2 separate regions of the Sus scrofa genome follow, and region 2 is linked to region 1. Evidence: chromatin contacts called from public promoter capture Hi-C data. All regions are on one chromosome and are shown on one strand. Each heading gives the region's core, a stretch centred on a gene start, on an enhancer-like site or on the middle of the called end of the contact. The rest is flanking DNA. Distances are from core to core; before and after follow the strand shown.

Region 1 (7,095 bases), core at 3,926-6,425:
GCCCCTGCTGGAGCCGGCTGTGGGGCAGGGCCAGACCTGGCTCATGCCACCCTCCCATGAAACCCAAGGTGAAAACCACACCCAACCATAAAATACATCTATTCAAAGGCCCAGCAAAGTTCTGATTTCCCCCAGGATAATTCGCCCAGTTTCGGCAGGAGGGAGATCAGGCATCCACCCGCCCCTGTTTCCACCCTTGGCTCCCCTGGGCACACGCTGGCTGCCCCGTGGCTGGGTCGCACGGACTTGGGTTTCTGTCTGCCTGTCCGCACCCCCTGTGCCCACTCAGCCTGCTGCCCACAGAAAATGGGGAGTGGGCCATCCGGCACCGGCCGGCCAAGATGCTGCTGGACGAGGCGGCGCCGGCCGAGGAGGCAGGCCACCAGAAGGTCGTCTTCTACCTGCTCATCCAGCGCAAGCCCCTCTTCTACGTCATCAACATCATCGCGCCCTGTGTCCTCATCTCCTCCGTGGCTGTCCTCATCTACTTCCTTCCCGCCAAGGGTACCCAGCGCCTGTGGGAGGGGAGCCATGGTCCTGGCCAGCGGCCCAGGGGGGAGCTGGGAGGGCAGAATGGCACCGGACCTGGGACCGGGGACATGGACTCCTTGTGGGGAGGGGGGTGCCTCACGGTGGGGAGGTGGCGATCTGCTCTGAGGGCCTCTTGGTCATGGGCAGCGGGTGGCCAGAAGTGTACTGTTGCCATCAACGTGCTCCTGGCCCAGACCGTCTTCCTCTTCCTTGTGGCCAAGAAGGTGCCCGAGACCTCGCAGGCAGTGCCACTCATCAGCAAGTAAGGCTGGTCCTGGAGCCTGTGCCCACCTCCTCCCCTCCCCTCCCCTCTCAGGAAGGCAGGGCACCGCCCTTCTGCCACCCCTCCCATCCCCCTCCATGCCAGCCCCTCACCCCAAGGGATGGGGGCATCAGCCGCTCGGGTGCGGGTGGTGCCTGGGGATGGAGTGCTCCCTGAAGGGCGAGCCCCGCCTCCTGCCCCCTCCACCCCGGCAGGTACCTGACCTTCCTCCTGGTCGTGACCATCCTCATTGTCGTGAATGCTGTGGTCGTGCTCAACGTATCTCTGCGCTCCCCCCACACACACTCCATGGCCGGAGGGGTCCGCAAGGCAAGCTGCCCAACCCCCACGCCCGCACCCTCCTGCCCAGTCCACTCGCCTCCCCCTGCACGCCTGTGCCCTGCGTGTTCCTCCCCTACCGCACTCAGCAGCAAACCTGCCCCTCGTGCGTCTTGAAGCACGTGCCCAAATGGATGAATAACAATGAGTGCTTGGGGGTTAAGAACCCGACTGGTGTCCCTGAGGATGCAGGTTCCATCCCTGGCGTCACTCGGCAGTTAAGACTCCAGCATTGCCACAAGATGCAGCTTGGATCCTGTGTTGCTGTGGCTGTGGTGTAGGCCGGCAGCTGCAGCTCCAATTCGACACCTAGCCTGGGAACTTCCATATGCTGCAGGTGGAGTCCTAAACAAAAACATTTTTTAAATTAAAAAAAAAAGAATAATGCTTACTATGGGGCAGGTATATTACATGTACTAACTTTTTTTTGAGGGCCGAGCCTGAGGCACATGGAAGTTCCCAGACTAGGAGCTGCAGCTGCCGGCTTACGCCACAGCCACAGCAACGCTAGATCCAAGCCGCGTCTTTGACCTACACCACAGCCCACATCGACACAGGATCCTTAAGCCACTGAGCGAGGGCGGGGATTGAGTTCATATCCTCATGGATACTAGTCAGATTCTTAACCCACTAAGCCACAAAGGGAACTCCAATATACTAACTTATTTAATGTCCATAAAATCCCTCCAAAGAGGGTAGTAGTATCACCTACAGTTTACACAGGAGGAAACTGAGGCACAGAGAGGTGAGATAGCTTACCCAAGGTCGTACGCCCAGACAGTGGCGGAGGCAGGATTCTGCCCAGCAGTTTGCCTCCAGTGCTGGTGTGATCTGTGGCCCATCGGGTAGCAGTCAGCTGAGACCCTTGTCACAAATGCAGATTTCCGGGCCCACCCTGGCATCTGGCATCCTGGGCCAGAATAGCAGGGGTAGAGCCCAGGAACCTGTGTTTGTGACAAGTGCCTTGGTGATTCTGCTGTGCACAAAAGTCTGGGCCCTGGGCTCAGTGTCTGGCACAGAACAGGCAAGTGACCCACCTTGCCTGACATGCTGCCTCTGGCCCCCCAGCTCACGAGCCCTCTGTGCCCTTCTGCTCTGAAGCCCAGCCCAGCTGCCAAACGCCCAGGTCTGCTGGCTGCAAAGCTACATCACCCCCAGCATCTCCCCTCCAGGTGTTCCTGCGGCTCCTGCCCCAGCTGTTGCGGATGCACGTCCGCCCACTGGCCCCAGCGGCTGTGCAGGACCCCCGGCCCCGGCTATGGAATGGCTCCTCCTCAGGATGGTCCATCCCAGCTTGGGAGGAGGTGGCCCTGTGCCTGCCCCGCAGTGAGCTCCTCTTCCGGCAGCACCAGCGCAATGGGCTGGTGAGGGCAGCGCTGGAGAAGCTAGGTGAGGCGGGGGTGGGACCCTGGGACTCCAGACGGGAAGGGCCGTCTGTTGGCTAAGGTGCCAGGCACAGCAGATGAGTGCTGGGCAGGTGTCCTGGTTGGGGAGAGAGGGGCTGGGGTCCCTAAGGAGAGGCCACTTTCTCAGACTGTTTTCCTTCATTCTTCTCCCCAATCCTCCCGCCTCCAACAGAGAAGGGCCGGGAGTCCGGGCAGAGCCAGGAGCTGTGTGGCAGCCTGAAGCAGGCCGCCCCCGCCATCCAGGCCTGCGTGGAAGCCTGCAACCTCATTGCCCGCGCCCGGCACCAGCAGAGTCACTTTGACAGTGTAAGGCAGTCTGGGCTGGGTCGGGGGCTGAGTACCTGGTGAGGGACTTGGACCTGAGATGGGGGCAGGATGAGGGGACTGGCTGTGGTAGGGCATTGAGATGGGAAAGGTAGAACTGGGACTGGGACCAGAGGACCCCTGGGAAGAAGCCAGGTTGAGGCCTGGAAGTAGGTGAGAAGGACTCAAGGAAATGAATGGAGGCTGGATGGCCAAGGGTGGCACAAGGCTCCAGCTTGGTGTCACCACTGGTCATCTCACACCCTGCCTCTCACCCTCAGGGGAACGAGGAGTGGTTCCTGGTGGGCCGAGTGCTGGACCGTGTCTGCTTCCTTGTCATGCTCTCGCTCTTTGTCTGTGGCACTGCTGGCATCTTCCTCATGGCCCACTACAACCGGGTGCCCGCCCTGCCATTCCCCGGAGACCCCCGCCCCTACCTGCCCTCCCCTGACTGAGCCAACCAATTGCTGTTAGCCACGCAGTGTCTTGTCAGCTGTGTTCTGCTGCTGAGGTTATGAGGAGGCTCTCTGGGGAGCCCCCTTCACAGTCATATGAGCCAACAGGCCCTGAGAAAAGCTGGGGAAATAAAGCGGCAGAGCTGGAGCCCTGGAGTGGTTGGGGATGGGATGTGGGCAAAATGTGCTCGTGGGATCGGCATCCACGTGGCACTGGCTTGCTGGTCCTGTGATTCCCCTCACTTCGGCAAAGTGTCAACAACTCCCATCATTTCTGAAGCCCTAAGGACTCTGTTTTTTCCTATCCTGACTAGGCAAGGTCCTATCCTTCCAGGTCTGGCCCTCTTTTCCCTTCTATGAGTTCCCTGTAGGCTCCTGAAGGAGGGAAGTCAAGAGAGAAGTGAAGAGTAGCAGCCAATGCTCTCGTGAAAGAAAGGCAGCTGTCCACTCCAGCTGGCATCTGCCTGCTTTCTGGGTGCTGTGAGCACCCAGTACTCACCTGTACCAGTGGTCTTTCCATTCGGATGCATTTTTGGGGTCACTGATCACCAAACATTTTGTGAGTTCTAGCATCTTTTTCCATGGTTAAAGTAAGAGCTCCTCATAGCATCATGGAAAAGCAAGAGTCACTATTCCCCCGTGTTTGGCCTGGGCAAACTGGGACCCAGAGTGAGGGGCTTCCCAGACCAGTGGTGGCTAAATAAGGTTTGGAGTCCAGAATTCCCAACTCTGACCCAATCGTCAACACTCCGAGAAAGTTCGATGGCCTAGAAAACAGACACTTCCTTCTTCTCTTCTCACAGGCCAGGGCATGTATTTGCACTGGTCCCAAAGGAGGGGTCGAGCTAGGCAGGGAGGCAGGAAGGCAGGGAGGCGACCCTGACCAGTCTCCCTTTGCCCCTCTCAGGAAACATGGCCAGCTGGTCTTTCTGAGGGAGAAGACTCTGCTTTGAGAGTATAGCTGGGGCCTGAGTTCTGGTGGTGACGACTTGGGCAAGTCATTTGTGTTCCCTCAGCCTATTTCTTCATCTATAAATACGGGCACAGGTGTCAGTTCCTCTCTACCCTCATCACAAGATCAAAGGTGCAGTGAAAGTGACTAAAAAGTGTTAAAGTGTCACATAAAGACCTGATAATGGAGAGGGGAGAGGACCCCGGAAATAACCCCCTCCCCCACGTGGAGGGTTGCTGGCTTTGGGAATCAGTCACCACAAACTCATCTCATTTACTCCAGTGTGTGTGTGTGCGCGCCCGCTGTGCATCTGAAGCAGGGGCTTAGATCTGGCAGGCAACTGGAGGATGGTGGACCATCCCTGGTTCCTGTATGCCTCTTACTAGCTTAGTCACCTGGTATTGGTCCCTCAATCTCTGACTGCTTCAGAAAGCGGAGATTAGCTCTGTAGCTCCTGGCAGAAATAAGCAACGATTAACAACAGCTATCGCTTATGAGGGGCACCTGTCTACCGCCTACCACTGACGGTCCCGTTCAATCCACACGCCAACCTGAAGAGGCGGATACTTTCAGTACAGGATCGCCAGTACCGTGCAGCCGCCCTGGGGGTGGAGTCGGGATCTGTACCAAAGCCATGGGTCCAGAGCCTGCGCCGCCGCCGACTCGGCGCTGTATTTCTCCGAACCTGCCCGGAGAAGGGCTCAGGACGCGCTCCCCTGGGCAGGGCGGGCGGCGGCAACCCAACAGAAACACAGCTCAGGCCCGCAGGCCGCCGGGTCCCCCAAACCCAGCGCCGCGGCGCAGCGGCCGGGGGCCGGCGTCCTGGGATACGCGCTCCCACCTGGCCGGCGCAAAGACGTTCCGCCGCGTCCCGCGCAACCGGAAGTGGCCGGACCCGAGGCGGAGGGACCTGGCGGAGCGGAAGTCACTCCGTGAGGCAGTGGCGACGGCGGCGGCGAGAGGATGAACAACAAGTTCGACGCGTGAGTGCCGCGTGGCCGACCCCCGGGGCCCCTTCCCCCAACCGCTCCCCGCGCCCGCCCCCGCCGGGACCGCGGCAGGCGCAAACTGCGGCACCGGCTCCCCTCCCTCGCTGGGGCTGCGGGCTGGCCCGGCCTGCGCGGCCGGCGGGGAAAGGGGGTTTGGGGACGTGGGATGCCGGGGTGTCGGGGGGTCCCAGGGTCATACGGACCGAGGACGACGTGCGGGGCGGGGGGGGGGAGGAGGTGGCCGTGCCGCCCGGAAGGGGATTTTTGGACGCCCAGCGCGGCGGGTGCAGGTTGCCCGCGGCGTGGAGGGGCGGAGACCTCGGTGGTTTGGGTGTTTCCGCAGCCTGTCTCCCTTGGCTCTGAATCCAGCTTTCCGCACACACTCACGGTGGCCTAGCGAGGTCCCGTCTCCTGTCTGTGTTCTCACTTGCAAAGTGGGCACGGTAACAGAGCCCATGTGGGAGAGTTGCAAAGATGCGGTGAGGTAATGTGGCTGCCGCGCTCAGCGCAGTGGCTGCTCAGTTACGGAATTCTCCTCGTCTTGCTGAGACTCCTTCCTGCTTCCTTTCTCCTCCCCCTCCTTTCCCCGTCTTCCAACACACTCCAAACAAGGGCGCCTCAGTTTCTTGCCCAGCGAGTTCACTTGTTTTTACCCTTCCTTTGCAGCTCTGTGCATATCTCATACGATTTCTAGTTCCAGCATCAAATAATTTGGAGGCGCAGGAAGGAAATGCAGTTATTTTTGCATATTTTCCTCCAGCGATTGTTATCACGGGATAGATTATGTTCTTAGCTGTCTTTTAATCGGCTAGTAACTCTATCTTCTCTTCCCAAGACCTAGATTTCCAGTCCCAGACCCACCAGTCACCAGTTATTTGACGGCAGAAAAGTTACCCGGTTTCTGAGCCACTGTTACCCAAACCACATTAGTGGTTAGTGCCCTGTTGCCACACTGAATGTGATATGGATCAGATCACATCCAGCCGTGCTTAAGGTACTTTGTAAACTGACAGGGAGATATAAATGTAAACTGAAATTACTCTTAGTTGAGGTTGCCACTCACTGTTGCTGATGGGAAATTTTGAGTTTTTCCAGTACAGTGAGTGCTGGTGGATAATTCAGAGGTCCTGGATTCCAGCCCTCCTGGTAACTCTTCAGGCATGTTTCTTGGTTGCTGAGCGGACTCTTGCTGAAACAACATTCCTTTTTGATTTTTTTGGTTTTGGGGTTTATTTAAACAAACAAATGCTTGCTTGCTTGCTTGCTTGTTTAGGGCCATACCCCAGGCATAATGGAAGTTCCCAGGCTAGGGGTCAAATTGGAGCTGTAGCTGCCGGCCTCCACCACAGCCACAGCAATGTGGGACCCGAGCCATGTCCATGAGCTACATCACAGTTCACGGCAATGCCAGATTCTTAACTCACTGAGCAAGGCCAGGGATCGAACCTGTGTCCTCATGGATGCTAGTCAAATTCATTTCGGCTGAGCCACAACAGGCACTCCCCCACACTCTTTTTTGGATGGGACTTGAACCCAGCCAGAACTCAGAATGGGACTTGCATCCACAATCCCCAGCTTAGCGGGGGACTCAAACCCACTTTTATTGTCTTTTTAGGGCCACACCCATGGCATATGGAGGTTCCCAGGCTAGGGTTCAAATTGGAACTGTAGCTGCTGGCCTACACCACAGCCACAGCAACACCAGATCCGAGCCATGTCTGTGACCTACACCACAGTTCACAGGAAGGCCAGATCCATAACCCACTGAGTGAGGCCAGGAATTGAACCTGCATCCTCATGGATGCTAGTCAGATTCATTTCTGACGAGCAACAACAGGAACTCCTCAAACCCACTTTT
Region 2 (6,672 bases), core at 2,781-5,280, 590 kb after region 1:
TCAGTGGGTTAAGGATCTAGCGTTGCTGTGAGCTGTGGTGTAGGTCACAGACGCAGCTTGGATCTGGTGTGACTGTGGTGTGGTCAGCGGCTGAAGCTCCAATTCCATCCCTAGCCCGGGAACCTCCATATGCTACAGGTGCGGCCTAAAAAGAGAAAAAAAAAAAAAAAAAAGAAGAAGTTGGACTTGAACTCAGAACTGGAGCATCTCTTCCCATTTATCTTACATCCATTACAGGCCGTCAGAATCTATTTCAGGGATGCCGCTTTCCAGCAAAGCAAGCTGAATCTTTTAGACTCTCATTATTTACCAGAACAAATAAAAACTCTTCTTTCAAGATTCATGATTTGTCTCCGGAATACTCAGACCACCTAATTTTCTCCTCCTTCCTATTGCTCAACCCCCATTCAGCCATTCCTCTCAGGGTCCCGGGAACCACCTTTGCTCTTCGCCAGGAAAAAGCCCTCCCTGCTGGCTAATGCAGGAATTGACTTCAAATTATTTCAAATTATTTTCTGACCTATGCATTCTAGCTGAGCCAAACTGCACTATCAGCTGAGACAGAAACTGGACAATGCAGTGGTTAAGGCAGAGACGCTAGAGTCAAATTGACTGTGTTTTGGGGGTTTTTGGTTTTGTTTTTAAACATGGGATGCTACTTTATTCTTTTTTTTTTTTTTTTTTTTTTGGCTGCACCTGCAGGATGTGGAAGTTCCTGGGCCAGGGATCAAACCCAAGCCACAGCAGTGTCAATGACGAATCCTTAACTGCTAGGCCACCAGGGAGCTCCCAAACTGCCTGTTTGAACCCAGATCTTGCCGCTAACTATCCAGGTGTGCTCTAAACACCCAGGTGTGCTCAGGTCAGTCACTTAACCTCTGCATGTCTCAGATTCCTAAGATGTAAATGAGAATAAAGATGCTAACAGGGGTTTCCATTGTGGCTCAGTGGTTAATGAATCCGACTAGGAACCATGAGGTTGCTTGCAGGTTCAATCCCTGGCCTTGCTCAGTGGGTTAAGGATCCGGCGTTGCTGTGAGCTGTGGTGTAGGTCACAGACACGGCTTGGATCTGGCATTGCTGTGACTCTGGCGTAGGCCGGCTGCTACAGCTCCAATTAGACCCCTAGCCTGGGATCCTCCATATGCCGAAGGAGCGGCCCTAGAAAAGGCAAAAAGACAAAAAAAAAAAAAAAAAAAAGTGCTAACAGTAGGTAAAAACAACCTTACTGAGTAGGTTGTTGGAGGATTCAGAGTTACACTATGTGAAATATTCAGAAGAGCACATGGCCCATGCTGTTGTAGAAGGGTTCCTCCTTGTTGGTTTCTCTCCCACAGGTGCAAGTGCTCTGCTGAAGAAAGGGTTTTATCAACAAACCTACGTTCGTTTCTGTAACTTTCTCTCTCATGTGTCGTACATGTATAATGCACAACAATTAGAAAATGCACATAAGGGAGTTCCTGTTGTGGCACAGTGGTTAATGAATCCAACTAGGAACCATAAGGTTGCGGGTTCGATCCCTACCCTCGATTAGTGGGTTAAGGCCTTGCTCAGTGGGCTAAGGATCTGCTGTTGCCGTGAGCTGAGGGATCCAGATGCGTCTTGGATCCCGCATTGCTGTGGCTCTGGTGTAGGCCAACAGCTGTAGCTCTGATTAGACCCCTAGCCTGGGAACCTCCATATGCCACAGGAGTGGCCCTAGAAAAGGCAAAAAGACAGAAAAAAATGCACATAAGATATAGAAAATACATACAATAAAAGGACACCAGAGTGTCTCTGCTACTGCCCAGAGATACTCCTATTTCCACAAATTCCATTCATTAATTAACAACATTTACCGAGCGTCTAATATATGAAAGGCTTCATGCTCCTGCCAGAGATAAAACGATAAGCAAAGACAGACACAACTCTTGCCACATAGTTTAGAGTCTGTGACGGAGAGACATGCCTTAAGCGAGTAAGGATAAAATACATGCAAAGCTGCTACTGTGATAAATGCTATAAGCAGAGAGGTACACATGTAATAGGGAGACTGAGCTAGTCGTGAAGGTCTGTTATTTGAAGGTTACGAGGAAGTGACTAGTGAGCTGAGAATTAACTCACAGAAATTAACTCAGAGAAGTCAGAAGGGAAGCATTTGCCCAACAGAAGCACAGTGAAGCCAAAGGTACTGCGTGGTGAGCAGAAAGGGGGTGGGGAGCCACAGTGTACACCAGACAAAGCTGGCCAGTTACGGAAGGGGCAGAACTAGAGTTTAGTATCCTTAGTTTAGAAATTATATTCTCCATTCATTCAACAAAATTTTGCCTATGAGGAGCCAGAGACACAGAAATTTCTACGTAAACTACATTGCTACCATATACTCCTATTATGAACTTTTTTTGAACAATAAATACACAGCAGTTTAACCCTTACTGGTGGAAATATATACAGATTGGTCCCCGCTCTCCGTTATTATTAACAACGTTGTGTCAAAGATTTCTCTGTGCGGGCATTTGTCCAAATATCTGTTTGCATAACTTCCTGTAAGGAAATCTGCTGGTTCTGCAAATTTGTGAACATGCTTAATCATAATCTTGTCTGGGGAATTAGCATAGTCAACTCTCAAGACCTGATGCAAGGCTCTTTTGAGGATGGTACCACTAGTATACTCTCAGTGACTTTCAGAAACTGCCTTTTCATTTTCCTCGGGGTGTGAGGAAGTCCCTTCTATTTCTGATCCCCGTGGGTCTTTCCCACAAATTCAGCTCACTCACCACTGGCTGCCAACAAAATATCTTTACAGCTCTAGGAGGCTGACTGTCCTACTCCCAGGCTCCACAGAAGATGAAAGGCTTTCTTATCTGTCTGTGAAGGATCTTCCTCTGGACTTGAGACACATGGAAAGAGAAGGCAGTTTCTGACATTCCTTTCCTCTCTTCTGCCTCCTACTTTGTTAATGAAGCAGATCTATTTTCATGAAGTAAATTCACTAACTTGCTGAAAGCAGATGGAGCTCAGATGATTCTATTACAGACCAAGGTTTTCCATTCTGAGTTGACAGATGCTATCATCTCCTGAGTCTGTGTCTTCTACCTCCCACTTCCATCTACTGGCTAATGGGCCTTTTCCTATTTCACGGTCCTTTTTGTATCCCAACCCTTAAATTACTTTCTAAGGATCCAGTCACTGTTAGGTCATAGGTAATTTCTAGGCTTCTAGTGATTAACATGGCTGCTCTGGTCACATCTTTCTTTAGCTGTTCTTTGCATTCCATTTCTTCACTGTAAATAAAAACTTGTTTCCCGGGTCAATGAGACGCTCTTGATAAAGCAACCAAACGTTGGATAGAACTCTGAAGGATATCAAGTCTAGGTATAAAGTTAGGCTTACCACGTACAGGCACAGTGTGAACTGTACTATAGAGGTAATTACTTTTAATCCTCATGACAACTCCGTGAGGTGGGTATCTTTCCTTCCCGCTTTAGGGAACTTCCCCATTTTACAAACTGGGAAACCTTAGGGAGGCTTAGGGAGGTTGTCACTATCTATGGTCGGGCAGCTACGATATGGGGAGTTTACAACTCCTGGTACAGTGGATAGAGAAAACGGAGACAGGCCAAGAAAGAAAATACAAAACAAAGAAAAGCAAGAGAAACAGCAGGTGGACAGAAACTGCCCTTTAACTGTTTCCTTCTCCCGCCCCCAACCCCGCAGGACAGAGCCTCCAACGTGGTCGGCACGCCTCCTAGCGGCCGCACCTCTACCACCGACACTTCCGGCCCCGGGATGGTGTCATTAGCGAGCGCCCGACAGGTGCGTGCGTGCGGCGTAAGACGTCGGGTGAGGAGGCGGTCCTTCCGGCCCAGTTCAAAGCTATTTCCGTCAGGGATCGGAAGTCCGTCCCGGATGGCATCGTCGGCGGCCTGCGCGCGGAGCTGAGTGCTGGGGCTGCAGGCCTCCAGCGCGCGCTGGCTGCCTCATGGTGCGGGCCCCGGCCGCCTGCTCCCGCTTGGCTATTCGGCGCTGAGGCGCCAGGGCAGCGGGCGATATGTCGTCGAGCCTCCGCGCCGCGGTCTTCCCTCGGTGGAAGCGCCACATCTCGGAGGAGCTGAGGCGCCGGGACCGGCTGCAGAGGCAGGCGTTCGAAGAGATCATCCTGCAGTGTGAGCGGCGGGCGGGCCCGGGGGCAGGCGGTGGACTCCGCCGAGGCACGCGGGGCGCTAGTGGGAACCGGAGGCCGAGCCCCCCGCGCCGCCCGCGGGCCTTTTTAGATCTTTTTCGCTCTTCACTTTTATCTTTGGGTGTGACTGCGGAGGCTCTCGCTACCGCATCGGGTATTCGTCACGGGCAGGCACCGTTCACGTTTCTGCTGGTAAATCCCAAGTGCACACAGCGCTTGTGTAGTTAAATAGCCAGGTTCCAGAAACATCCTGTTCCGGGCATCGCGTTACTGAAACAGTTACAGACTTTAGGCATTCACTCGCGCCATTATCGTCATCTTCTCAGTGCAGTGAAATGCTCGCCTTGCATTTCTCAGACCTGTTCTTCACCTCGATGTTCTTTGATTTTAAAATATTTAGAGTCTTTTAACGTATTTTTCAGTTGGGACATCATAGTCTTTACCGTTATTGAAAATTTCTGTATGAAAGAGGTGGCTCACACCCACCCCCGCTGCTGCAATTCGAGTACAGAAGTGTTTGTGCCCTTAGATACCTTCTAATGAGCATTTCCTTGCCCCACTTCCTCCCCCCATTTTTTTTTTTTTTTTTTTAACCAGAACTAATGACACACTTCGGGGAAGAAACAAGCATTCTTCTGACCTATTGTTTTGTCTTCCTCTTGAAGTAAGCCTGCAAGCCTCAAATTATGTTGATGATGGGATTCAAGTACTATTGTTGTCCTTTATTGAATTCTGATTATACTAGATTTGTGGTTCCTGAATGTATGGGCACATGAGAATCAGGTGGGGACTTTTTTTTTTTTTTTTTCATTACAAAGCCCAGACCACACCCTAGGCCAGCTGAACTGCAGTGTTAGAGAGTGGGACACAGGATTCAGGATTTTTGATGCTCCCCAAGTGATTCTAATATGCAGGCAAATTTAAGTGCTATGGTAAATAGTTGGCATGTATCGTTTCACTTGGTCTTTCCAAAAATTCTCTGAGGCAGATCCTATTATTGCCCTTTTTCCAAAGAGGAAACTGAGACTGTGGGAGATTAGGTAATGTTTCTGGGAAGGTACAGCGGATAAATGGTAGGTCCTGGTTGGGCACACAGTCTCAGTGGCTTCTTTTTTGCATTTGCTTTTCTCTCTTCATCCCCTAAGAAGTAGCTTTCCTTGCTTTTGCCAAGCCCCTCCTCTTAACTAGGATGTGGAGAAAAGGGTGGCTGTGCCACTCTTGTGCTAATTCCTTACAGTCTGAGAAGCCCCAGCCGCCCAGTGCTGTTTCGGAAAAGCCGAAAGCACAGGAAACGCCTTCCTCAAATGGGATTCCGTCTTGGGTCACATGAATTCAAGTCATCAGGTGTTTTAGCAAATGCTTGTTCTCTAAAAGGTAATACACATTGCAAGTCAAATTGGGCTGGAGGTCTGACTGCATTCCCTTCACTCACCTGAGGCTGGTTTGCTGGCACCCATGAAACAGGGGTGCAGCGTGCTCTGCCTGCTTCATAAATACAGTGCTGTGCGTCCAAGTGCTGTGAAGCCATGGACATAATTGTCTATAAACGGAAGGTGCCTATAATTACATTGACGATTGAATGTTTTTCTGCGCGTTGGAAGTAGACGTCTTAAAGGGGGTGTAGGGTCTGGGAGAAAGGTCAGAAGGACAGATGGGTCTGGAGAGGGAATGCAGCTTCAGACAGCAGATGTGAGTCACGCACGTCAGAGGGGCCTGCGGAGGGGAGGAGCCTGGGATGAGGGCTAAGAGGGCTAGACGGCCTCTGCCCATGGAAAATCTTCAGTGTCGGTTGTGGGGGGAGCTGGCATTCGGGGGGTCACTTCTGGTTTGACTGTGGAACAGCCCGCCTCTTCACTGCCCGCCTCCCAAGGCTGTCGGAGTTTCCTGTTCTGTCCCTCCCTCTGAGCTGGAGCAGAAAGATAAAAAGAAGGGACAGGGACAGCAAGCCTCTCCCCCCCACCTCCATCTTTCTCTTTCGTGAGAGGAACTTTTAGGAAGAATCCCTCTTGGATACCCCAGGTCCTTTGAAAGGCCTGCTGTTACTGGGCACCGCTGTGACGTTTCAAAGATCTTACCAGGGACTGTTGACACTGAAGCACATCCAGGGCCGGATTCACTTCCCTGCTCTGCTGAACTAAGTTACTAAATTAATGTAGATGAAGGTAGTGTTTCTGTCTCTTTCTGCCCAGAATGTTTCTTTTTTCTTTTTTTAAGATGGCCCTGCGGCACACTGAAGTTCACGGGCCAGGGATTGAATCCAAACCACAGGTGCAGCAATGCTGGATCCTTTCACCCACTGTGCTGGGCTAAGGATCGAACCCTCAACAGCGACCCGAGCCACTGCAGTCAGATTCTTAACCCAAATCTTAATACCTGGGATTTGTTTCATCTTCCCCAGGTAGCTGGCCACAGTGGGAACTCCCCAGTTTTCATTTTCTGATATCAAGAAGTAGGACTCCACCCTCTAAGAGGAAGGATAAGCTCTTCTAGCAGGAAGAGTCACTAGCATA

Evidence for each region. Promoter capture Hi-C pulls out the DNA fragments that hold promoters and counts their contacts.
Region 2: a promoter capture Hi-C map of fetal liver shows a contact between it and region 1, with 4 times the contacts expected there. The contact joins the promoter of ATG16L1 here to the promoter of EIF4E2 in region 1. A contact is called at or near these places in 3 of 5 promoter capture datasets (fetal liver, fetal skeletal muscle and liver), 7 of 47 Hi-C or Micro-C datasets (embryonic fibroblasts, epiblast stem cells, heart right ventricle and 3 more) and 1 of 2 datasets of contacts at active chromatin or transcription factors (alveolar macrophages).

Annotation. Positions count from the first base shown.
Region 1 is chr15:133,055,105-133,062,199 of Sscrofa11.1, forward strand. EIF4E2 (eukaryotic translation initiation factor 4E family member 2) reads left to right here and starts at 5,176. Exons shown (of 7, transcript NM_001100191.2): 1 at 5,176-5,231. The coding sequence starts at 5,212. It overlaps CHRNG (acetylcholine receptor subunit gamma), which reads left to right. Exons shown (of 12, transcript XM_003133731.3): 7 at 304-504; 8 at 679-793; 9 at 1,009-1,123; 10 at 2,305-2,521; 11 at 2,711-2,844; 12 at 3,123-4,831. The coding sequence ends at 3,296.
Region 2 is chr15:133,647,434-133,654,105 of Sscrofa11.1, forward strand. ATG16L1 (autophagy related 16 like 1) reads left to right here and starts at 4,031. Exons shown (of 17, transcript NM_001190273.1): 1 at 4,031-4,145. The coding sequence starts at 4,031.